2 separate regions of the Sus scrofa genome follow, and region 2 is linked to region 1. A link is a contact called in public promoter capture Hi-C data. All regions are on one chromosome and are shown on one strand. The core of a region is the stretch at or near the end of the contact, and the rest is flanking DNA. Distances in the headings are between cores, read along the strand shown.

Evidence for each region. Promoter capture Hi-C pulls out the DNA fragments that hold promoters and counts their contacts.
Region 2: a promoter capture Hi-C map of fetal liver shows a contact between it and region 1, with 4 times the contacts expected there. The contact joins the promoter of RFC4 here to the promoter of DNAJB11 in region 1. A contact is called at or near these places in 1 of 5 promoter capture datasets (fetal liver), 1 of 47 Hi-C or Micro-C datasets (heart right ventricle) and 1 of 2 datasets of contacts at active chromatin or transcription factors (alveolar macrophages).

The regions. Positions count from the first base shown.
Region 1 is chr13:124,388,357-124,393,359 of Sscrofa11.1, reverse strand. It overlaps DNAJB11 (DnaJ heat shock protein family (Hsp40) member B11), which reads right to left and starts at 2,390. Exons shown (of 10, transcript NM_001244346.1): 1 at 2,127-2,390. The coding sequence starts at 2,194. It also overlaps a transcript of TBCCD1 not described here.
Region 2 is chr13:124,600,814-124,606,066 of Sscrofa11.1, reverse strand. It overlaps RFC4 (replication factor C subunit 4), which reads left to right and starts at 1,646. Exons shown (of 10, transcript XM_013988325.2): 1 at 1,646-1,939; 2 at 3,164-3,306; 3 at 4,956-5,034. The coding sequence starts at 3,176.

The DNA of each region.
Region 1 (5,003 bases), core at 1,141-3,640:
ATTCTCTCAACCAAGGGGATGGGAAACTGTTCCCACAGAGACAATGTAGTGACAGCAATTTTAAAATACAGCGGGGACAGAGTTCCTGTTGTGGCTCAGTGGTTAATGAATCCAACCAGGAACCATGAGGTTGCGGGTTCGACTCTTGGCCTTGCTCAGTGGGTTAAGGATCCAGCATTGCAGTGAGCTGTGGTGTAAGTTGCAGACATGGCTCGGATCCCGTATTGCTGTGGCATAGGCCGGTGGCTACAGCTCTGATTAAATCCCTAGCCTGGGAACCTCCACATGCCTCAGGAGCGGCCCTAGAAAAGGAAAAAAAATAAAAATAAAAAAATAAAATACAGTGCGGAGCAGAAATGAATCCGACAAGCATCCATGAGGATGCATGTTCAATCCCTGGCCTCGCTCAGTGGGTTAAGGATCCGGCATTGCCCTGAGCTGTGGTATAGGTCACAGATGCGGCTTGGATGGGGCGTTGCTGTGGCTGTGGCATAGGCCAGCAGTTACAGCTCCAACTGGACCCCTAGCCTGGGAACTAGGTCATACCCCAGGTGAAGCCCTAAAAAGACAAAATTTAATTAATTAATTAATTTAAAAAAATAAAATGCAGTGGGGAAAAATGCATTGGGGTACCAAAGTCCAAGTAATATAAGACAGTATCTTAAAAAAATTACTTCATAAGCTTTTAGTTACAACTCAGGAAAAATCATTTAATCGTTTTATAAGTTTTTAAAACTCTCACTGACAAGGAGTTCTGTGAGGATTAATTAGGTGTTTTATTCTCCTCCAAAAAATCTGCAAAAACTTGACATCTCTTGGGACAAGAACTAAGTACATCAAAAGGTTCACTGAAGTTAGTGACAAAAAAGGAAACTATATAAAGAATGAGGCTTACTTGGAAAATGCTTAATATAAAAATGCTTAAGTAACAGCTGAGAAAAATACAGGGAAAAGATGGCTGGCACAGCTCAGCATGAACATCACATTTTCCAAGAGATTCCTTTATGAAAGACTGCAGTTTATAGCTGACAGTTTATGGTTCTTACTGACATCCTGTTTAAACACCTTAAAGTAGTAACAAAAACAGGTTTAAAAAACCACAATAAAGCATTACCTAAGAGAAGTTAATTTTTATTTTAGAAATTTAAGATGTTTCACAAGAAAAAAAAAATAACAAGTTTAAGCATATATACACAGGAAAAAAACTTTTAAGAGAATAACAAGCACTTAAAAGTTTAAAGCTCTGCTAGGTAGTGCCTTCTCCATTCAGAGCGACTTATAAATTGTTAGAAGCTACGACTTTACTATTGCCCACATTCTAAAATATGAACCTGGCATATCACATCCTGTGGTCGGTCACGAAGCCCATAGGATAGTGGCTTAAAGACTGGAGATTCTCAAGAGTTCAGATGGCCCTACTTCCTTCAAACAGGTGGCACATTATCACCCACATGGTAATGAGATGAGAATTTAGGTGTTCCTTCAAGGTCACAAAATTCCTAAGTGGGGTGGGGGTGGGTGGGTAGAATCCCAGTCTACTACCTTCTGCCCAAATACCATTCAGCTTCTCAAGAATGCTCCATGTGGATAGACAGTGAGGCATGGTGACAGCTAGGACACAGTATTCCAAGAAGCTGAGAAGTAGGAGGACTCTACAAAGGGTCTGCCTTGCTCCCTCAATCCAACTTCCTTCAGTCCCAGAATTGCTTCCCTACCTGTTCTCCTCACTTCTTCACTTGGACTGGCATCATAACCCATCCTCTTTAATGCCAGCCCAATGGCTCGTTGCAGACTCAACACTGTATCATTCTCCTCCTCAGCTCAGCAACCCACCCCCCACTCCCTCACCCCATCCCTCGTATGGTAGGGCATCCAACTCTCACTTCTCTGGGCAAATTTAGCTTTTAAGGGCCTCCGGGTCTAAGCCCCTCTTACCCGTGTCACCCACTGCTCTCTCTGTCCCACTAGCCCAGCCCACCACTACCCACTCCTCCTCTCTACCGCCTCACCACAGCAACACCCCTCTCCACCCCCCACCCAGTCTGACAATGCCCCATCTTCCCTCAGCCTCCTTCCCAGCCAAGACTGACTTAAGGGTCCTGTGCCCGCGGCTGGCAGTTCCTCACCCGGCGATCACGGCCCCGATGAGGTACAGCAGCAACAGGCAGAAGGTGCCCAGGTTCTGCGGGGCCATGGTCTTTCTGAGCGAGCCCCTGCCCCCCGGCACTCCTCACAGCCTCCGCCGCCGCCGCGTCGGCTCGCCAGCCCACCCGGTCCTGAGAAGCCGCCTCACGCCGGGGTCTCCGACTCGGTCGAGACCGACAGCTACCTGGCCCCCTCCTCTACCAGTCCACTTCCCGGGAGTCCTGAGTCCCGGCGAGAGAAGCCCCCGGCGGGTCAGAGCCAATCGCTGCTCTGGACATCACACGCGGCCGGCGCCTCTCAGCCAATCAGCGCAGTACACTTCACCTCCGAGGCGGCGCGGGCGGCCACTTAGGCTTCAGAATTGCAGCCGCAGCTCCCGGCCAATTATAAGGGGAAACGTCAGAGAATCGCGCCGCCGCAGAAATCCTCTCAGCCCCGGTATCTGCGAGTCGGAGAAAATTACGTAAAGATTGCTGGGGAAAGGGTTCCCAGAGCTCGCAGCTCGGGTACACGAAGTTTCCCTCCGCCCGCCTCCTTGGACTCTCCACCAATCACGAGGCTCCACCTCCAGCACTGACCAATTGCGGGAGGGAGGTATTATCTTGGTTACAAGTCTCGGAATTTCATTCATATTGAGCTAGGAGCTGGCCGCTAGGGAGGGGACACTCGCGAAGTGGGCGGAGGCAAAGACTAAACTCCAATGGTATGGCGGACGCAGAGCTTATACCATGTTTTACCTTCTCGGAGTTCCCATTAAGGCTCAGCGCTAACGAACCCGACAAGTATCCATGAGGACTCGGATTAGATCCCTGGCCTCACTCAGGGGGTTAAAGACTCCGAGCTGCAGTGTAGGTCACAGACGCAGCTCGGATCTGGCATTGCTGTGGCTGTGGTGTAGGCCGGCAGCTGCAGCTCAGTTTGGACCCCTAGCTTGAGAACATCCATATGCTGCAGGTGTGGCCCTAAAAAGACAAAAAAAACCCAACAAACACAAAACGAATATATTTTACTTTCTCTAACAAACCCAAGAGAAAACTGTCTCGGTTTGGCAAAGAAGAGGCCTGATGAGAAGAGGCCGTGGAAGCAGACAGACTCGGGTTCGGATTCAGCTTCTACCACTTCCTGGCGGTGAGAGCATGTTTAGTTTCCCCTCCTTGTCCTCGGATCAAGCGCAAACTTCCTTATCGACAAACCTGAGGCAAAGTGTTTACTGGTAGTGTTGTGAAATTTTAATAGGAGAAAATCTGTAAACCATCTAGTACTGGCACATAGTAAGCACACAAAGAATATTAATTACAGTTAAGAGAATACTAATCCCCCACCCCCGGGCTTAGTTTTGCTCATTTCAGTAAACGCACCACCTAGTTGTTCACGTTAAAACTTTGTCTTCTTTGATACCTCTCCTCTATCCCCTATTCAGAGCTTTACCTTGAAACCATATCCTGAATCTTGAAACCATATCCTGAATCCGTCTGCAAGTCTCCATCTCCACATCTCTGAGCCAAGTGATCTCACATCATCTCCCATGTGGCAAGGGCTTCCTAAGTGGTCTCCCTGCCTTCACTCCTAGTTATCTTAGCTTCTTTTCTCACCGCCTCCCCTTTTTCTGCATGATTTTTAACAAACATGTCAGGTCATGTCATTTCTCTACTTAAAAGCTGTGGATGGCTTTTCATTACACTTAGAGTAAGCTCCCAACTCTTTATGCTAGCTTATAGAAACATTTCTCAATAAACCTGGGGGAAAAAGAACAAAACCCTTATATGATCTGTACCCTCACCTAGTACATACTCCTTACCACCTTTCAGCAAGACACTTTTCCTTTCTCTCTTCTGAATACACCAAGTTCATTCCTATAGGGGCTTTGTTCTAGCTGTTCTCTTGCCTAAAATGCTTTTCCCTCAGATCCTAACATAGGTGACTCCTTTTTAAACTCAGATAACAGCTTAAATTTACCACCTCACAGAAGACTTCTCTGACCAACCAATCAAAATTAACCCCTACCAAGTCCCTATTCTTATATTGCCCTATTTTTTAAAATTATTTTCATCCTGTCCCCATTACTAACACACGCTGGAATGCCAATTTCAGGAGAGCATGAATCTGGACTGTTCTGTTCACAGCTGTCTAGAACAGCAACTTAGAACAGAGCCTGCCACAGAGTATAAACATCCCTTCCACTGTGATCTTCCTGTGCTGGTTTCTTATTCTTCAAGCCTCAGCTCAGATTAGATATCCATCCTTTTTCCCAAATTTCGTAGCACTTACTAATACCTGGAGTTTTTTTTTTCTTTCTACAGTCACACCTGCAGCATATGTTAAGTTCCCGGGCTAGGGGGTCAAAGCAGAGCTGAAGCTGCAGGCCTAGCCACTGCCACAGCCACACCAGATCCCAGCCACATCTGCAACCAAACTCCACAGCTTGCAGCAACACCAGATCCTTAAACCACTGAACGAGGCCAAGGGTCGAACTCCAATCCTCACGGATACTATGTCGGGTTCTTAACCTGCTGAGTCACAATGGGATTATTCCATTTTATTTTCCTAATGTATTATCTATTCTCCCTGTTAAAATATACACTCGAAGAAAGCAAGGACCTTATCTAGTTTGTTCACTACTCTAAATCCTAGTGCCTAGCACTGAGTCAGACACAATACAGAGAGGTAAGAGGTAGACCAGGTTACTGCTTTCAGGAAGATGCCCTCTAGAAGAGAGAGGCCACAAAAAAGAGAAACTAAATTGCATCTTATGGTCTTATTTACCTTTGTACCTTCCACGCCTAGAGGCCATAAACGAACTAAGAAAGCAGGAAATGGCCAGAAATCATAAAATGGAGGTTAGAGGAAGAAGTGATGTT
Region 2 (5,253 bases), core at 397-2,896, 210 kb before region 1:
TGATAATGCCAGATCCTTAACCAGCTGAGCCACAAGAGGGCTGCACTACTTCCACCTTATGATGGAATGTTGCTGACTCCTCCCAACTTTAAGGCTTGGTGGTTTTGACCCAACCTGACCACTTAACATTCCATGGTTAAGTGTGTAATCTCCACCAGGCTTATTAGCATCAGAGGGTCCCTTTTCTGAATGCCTCTCTGCTGCAGATGTAGAGATTTGCATCAGGACCCCAAGGGCTTGTGCTGTGATTCTGCTCACCACAAGGCATCTTTCCTCACCACAGAGAACCTGATTACCATAGAGTCTACCTGGTTAGATGGGCCACTGGTTGTATTGCCCAGCAGCAGGTATGCCTGCACTTCAGCCTGGATCTGCTGCATAACTTCCTGCTAAGACTTTTCCTTGCCACTAAATAAATAAATGAGAGCAGTGTTTCTAAATAAGGATCATGCTGCCTCCAGAATCCAAAATACTGGTTAGGCATCATGCTTTCTTCTTCGTTGTGTGGGATGTGAGATAATTTGTACTTATTCAGTGGGGATCAGAGGGTATGTTCCAGTTTGCCACAAGTCACTGGATCTCTAAAAACTTCACTGATGTGGTAACTCCCTGAATCTTCATCTAGCCTTTATTTCTGTCCTCTGGAATGCATGTGCCTTATCTACTCTTCCAGTGTATTTGACACTTCTTATTTTATCATTTAATATAGTAAACACCGTGATCTTCTGCAGAATGTCCAGATGGCCCAGGTCCTTGAGACTATGTTATGGCCAAGGGTAGATTCAACATAGCTTGAGGGCAACACTGTGAGTGTATTGTGTGTCCTGTCCTATGGTAATGTGAACTGTTTCTGTCCTCCAATAAGGACGGAAAAGAACACATTATCAGATTGATAGCCATATACTATATATCTAAAGTCCTTTTTAGGGAGTTCCCATCCTGGCTCAGCGGGAACGAATCTGGCTAGGATCCATGAGGACGCAGGTTTGATCCCTGGCCTGGCTCAGTGGGTTAAGGATCCGGCATTGCCCTGAACTGTGGTGTAGATTGGAGACGCGGCTCGGTTCTGACGTTGCTGTGGCTGTGGCATAGGCCAGCGACTACAGTTCCAATTCAGCCCCTAGCCTGGGAACCTTCATATGCCATGAGTGCGGCCCTAAAAAGACAAAACAAAATATATAAAGCCATTTTAATCTGATCTAGTAAAGACACTGTATCTGGTTCAGTTGTAATTGGGAGGCTACTGCTTGGTTGAGTTTACAGTAACCCACTGCTATCCTCCATTGTATATCTAGTTTCTATAGGGGCCACAGCGATGAACAGAAAAGGCATGTGATAAAGACCACTATCCCTGCCTACGTCAGTGTTTAAGGGGAGGTGGCACTACTATTTGCCAGACCACTTCATAGGGCATTGTTTGTGGTTTACCATCCTGGCTGGGGCGGGGAAGGTGGTTTCACAGGCTTCTACTCGGCTTTCTCTACTATAAAAACCCAGTCCGAGGGCTGCGCGGGGACAGGATGAAGCACCGTCATTCCTGTACAGCCTGTGCAACCTTGAAAGTCTGCCTCTGACCTGCTTAACTACCAGGAACCGGAGGAAACGGCTCCCTTAAAGCGGGGCGCGCGCGGCGGGCCGGAAGTGACGCGTGACGCGCGGCGTGTTCCCGCCCTTCCCTTCGCTGGCTGTTCCTGGCGGGAACTCGGGCGGCTTGCTGACGCCGGCGATTCTAACTGCCCTGAGTCTGGCGGCCCTCGGCTTCTTGGGCCTGACATTCTCGGCTTGGGGAACGCAGCTAAGACTCCGTGACCGCCTAGGCCCTCTCTCTGTCCGGGAAACCCCAGGAACGAGCCGGCGGCGTCCACGCTCCGAAGACGAGAGTCTGAAAGGCCCAGGCAGTGCCTGGGAGGGAACACGCGAGGGGAGCCGGGGAGAACAGGTGACCAGCCGAAGGAATTGCGAGGGTTGCCTTCGCCTTCCTCTACTTCGCCCTCGGCGCCCCTGTGCTGTTATTCCACCGCCCGACGAAAGTGCTCACAGTGGCTGGACCAGCGCTCCAGCCTCGCCACTTTCTACCCTTTGCGCCCTGTTTGGTGTAACGGTGGCTCAATCCAGCATCACTCAGAGCCCTGCTTTGGGCGTTATTATTGTTCGGCAGCCTGTGGCGGGGATGGAGTAATTCAAGAATGTTAGAAACGTTAGTTGTTTACAGACATTACCAGTTTGTTTATTGATGTGTGTCAAGCACAGAACTGGGTGTGCACAATTCTTTGAATTGACTCAGTTACCTTGTGGAATGAGCCTTAATTTCTTTTTACAGAGGGGGAAACTGAGTCTCATAAATGGTAATTCAGTCACCAGTCTTACGGAGCACCTACTATTTACCAGTCACTGCTCTAGGCGCTGAGGGTACAGCGGTGGGAAAAAAAAAGGAATTGCCGCTAATGCTGGGTATTTTGAGATGAGCTGTCCTAAAAACAGCCTTGTGTTGCTGGGAGGAATGTTTACCTGAATGTTAATACTGCTTATCTTCTGGGTGAGATTTTGTGTGAATTTTTAAAACTCCCCACGCTTTTCTGCACTGTTTAGATTTCTCCAGATGAGCCTGTTATCAGAAAAACAGCTGTTGCCACTTTAACATCGGCATGTCCTCCCCCACCCCCCAAAAAAGCTTCTAAAGGCAGTTACATGGGCTCTGCCAGTAAAATAGGCCCTTCAGTAAGAGCTCTAGACCCCAAAGAAATGGAGTTTCCAACTTGGGGTCCCAATGCTCCTCCTAATTGCTGAGTCCACTCCCGAGCCTGAGCTAGAGCTAGGCACATGACTGAATTGGAAGGGTCTGGAGAAACCCATGTGCAGTTTGTCCGTTGAAGCCATTCCAAGAAGTTTGGAACTCTTAATTTTTTTTTTGTCATAAGATTTATCTTTATTCTATAGCTTGCTCACTATAAATAAATTTTAAATTCCTTCAGCACTTTGGCCTCCATTATGTCCCTCTAGCCCTCAGTACAGTGCATTCAGAGGATGCTAGGTCATTGGGTGATGTCCTTTATTTAGCAAGTATTTATTGAATATCTTTGTACAAAGTTTAGTGTGCTTTCAAGTTGTACTTCTTCATAATGGTTTCAAGATAACTTTCCTATTCTGTCTCGCACCTGGTCAGGGTGAAGTAACCATGCAGGCGTTTCTAAAAGGCACATCTATCAGCACTAAACCACCATTGACCAAGGATCGAGGAGTAGCTGCCACTGCCAGAAGTAGTGGAGAGAACAAGAAAGCCAAACCTGTCCCATGGGTGGAAAAATAGTAAGAACATTTGTGTTTTTATTAAAATAGTTCATAAATTACTTCTCTGACCATTTTTCTTTCTTCTCTTTTTAGGGGCACACCTGAAGCATATGGAGGTTCCCAGGCTAGGGGTCAATTTGGAGCTCCAGCCACTGGCCTACACCACAGCCACAGCAATGCCAAATCCGAGCTGTGTCTGTGACCTACACCACAGCTCACGGCAACGCCGGATCCTTAACCCACTGAGCAAGGCCAGGGATCGAACCCATATCCTCATGGATGTTAACCTGCTGAGCTACAATGAGAACTCCTAAATGATATTTTAACAAGTGGTTGAAACCTCTGGTGTATCCTCAGTTATTATCAAAGGATTGCAGGATTACTTATAAGCCGAATAATGCCTTCATAAGTGTTATTTGGCACCAACACTACTTTTAAAAATGGGAAATTTCACATAAAAATCTAGAATCTTAAATAAATTATACAAGAGAAAAGATCTAGACTTTCAGCCTCTCAGGAGATGCAGCACTAGATGCAGGTTCTCACCTGACAGCACTTAGATGAACATGAGTACTGCTTCTCATTTTGGTAAAGTCATACATTCCTTACTTCATAGTCCTTTCTAGTGCCTCTTGCCTTACATTCTGCTCTTCACTCTTGTCTTCTGCCTGGCCCCTGCAGGTATTTGAATATGAAACCTAGTGTATAATATACAGTAGATAACATAATCTGAAATAAAATTCCTGCCTGGCATTGGCCTGATTAATTAGAAAAGTATAAATCAAAGAATAGCTTTTGAGGAGTTCCTGTCATTGCGCAGCAGAAACGAATCCGACTAGGAACCCTGAGGTTTCAGGTTTGATTCCTGGCCTCGCTCAATGGGTTAAGGATCTAGCATTGCCATGAGCTGTGGTATAGGTCGCAGACGTGGCTCAGATCCCATGTGGCTGTGGTGTAGGCCAGCAGCTACAGCTCTGATTAAACCCCTAGTCTGGGAACCTCCATGTGCTGTGGGTGTGGCCCTTAAAAAAGAAAAAAAAAGACCAGCTTTTGATTAGTGAACTAAGCACAGAGCCTAATCTAAGGGTTGGGAGTGTTATTTAGTTTAGCATTAGTTAATGGTGTAAGACAAATGTTGTTATACTTTGTATTGCTTAAACTTGCTATTTTGTCAACCCTCAATGAAGTGAATAGGTATGCATTTTTTGTGCAGTTAGGTGACAGAAGAAATTGGTACCAACAAGTTAACAACATAGTAACATATATGTAACTGTATTGAACAAAATTGTTACCTATCCTGAGGTTTCTAAATAGTTCTCCCTTTTCAGCTTAGGTGCATATTGTCAAAATGTAATATTTCCAGGCAAGTGTTAACTTTACCTCTTTAACCATTTGGCATTTGTGATATTATAAAATTAAATCATTATGCATAAATTTTGTAGGCATAACAGATACAAACATTATATCTGGAAAAGTGGAAAATTACTTCATTCCTTCAGCATGTAATTGCCTAAAGTAAATACAATTGGGTTTCCAGCTGGCTTCCAATTATAAACATTACCGATATGAGAGCATTATCATTGGTATTTTAGCAAAAGGAGAGACTTCTGTGGTTACTATGATATACTAAATTATTTCTCTCTCTCTTTTTTTTTTTTTTTTTCCAGTCGCCCAAAATGTGTAGATGAAGTTGCTTTCCAGGAAGAAGTGGTTGCAGTGCTGAAAAAGTCTTTAGAAGGAGCTGATGTGAGTAGCAGATGGTCTGTTGTCATTGGGAGATTTAAAACCTAATTTACTTACCCTCTTCCTTCCTTTATAGCCTCCCACCCTGTTTAAATATTATTCCCTCTATACAGTAGACCCTTGATAACTATTTGTGCAATGGATGATCAGTTCAACAAATATTTGTTGAGCATCTCTTCTAGCCTATGGCATTGTTATATAGTACTCAAGTGGAGATCATTG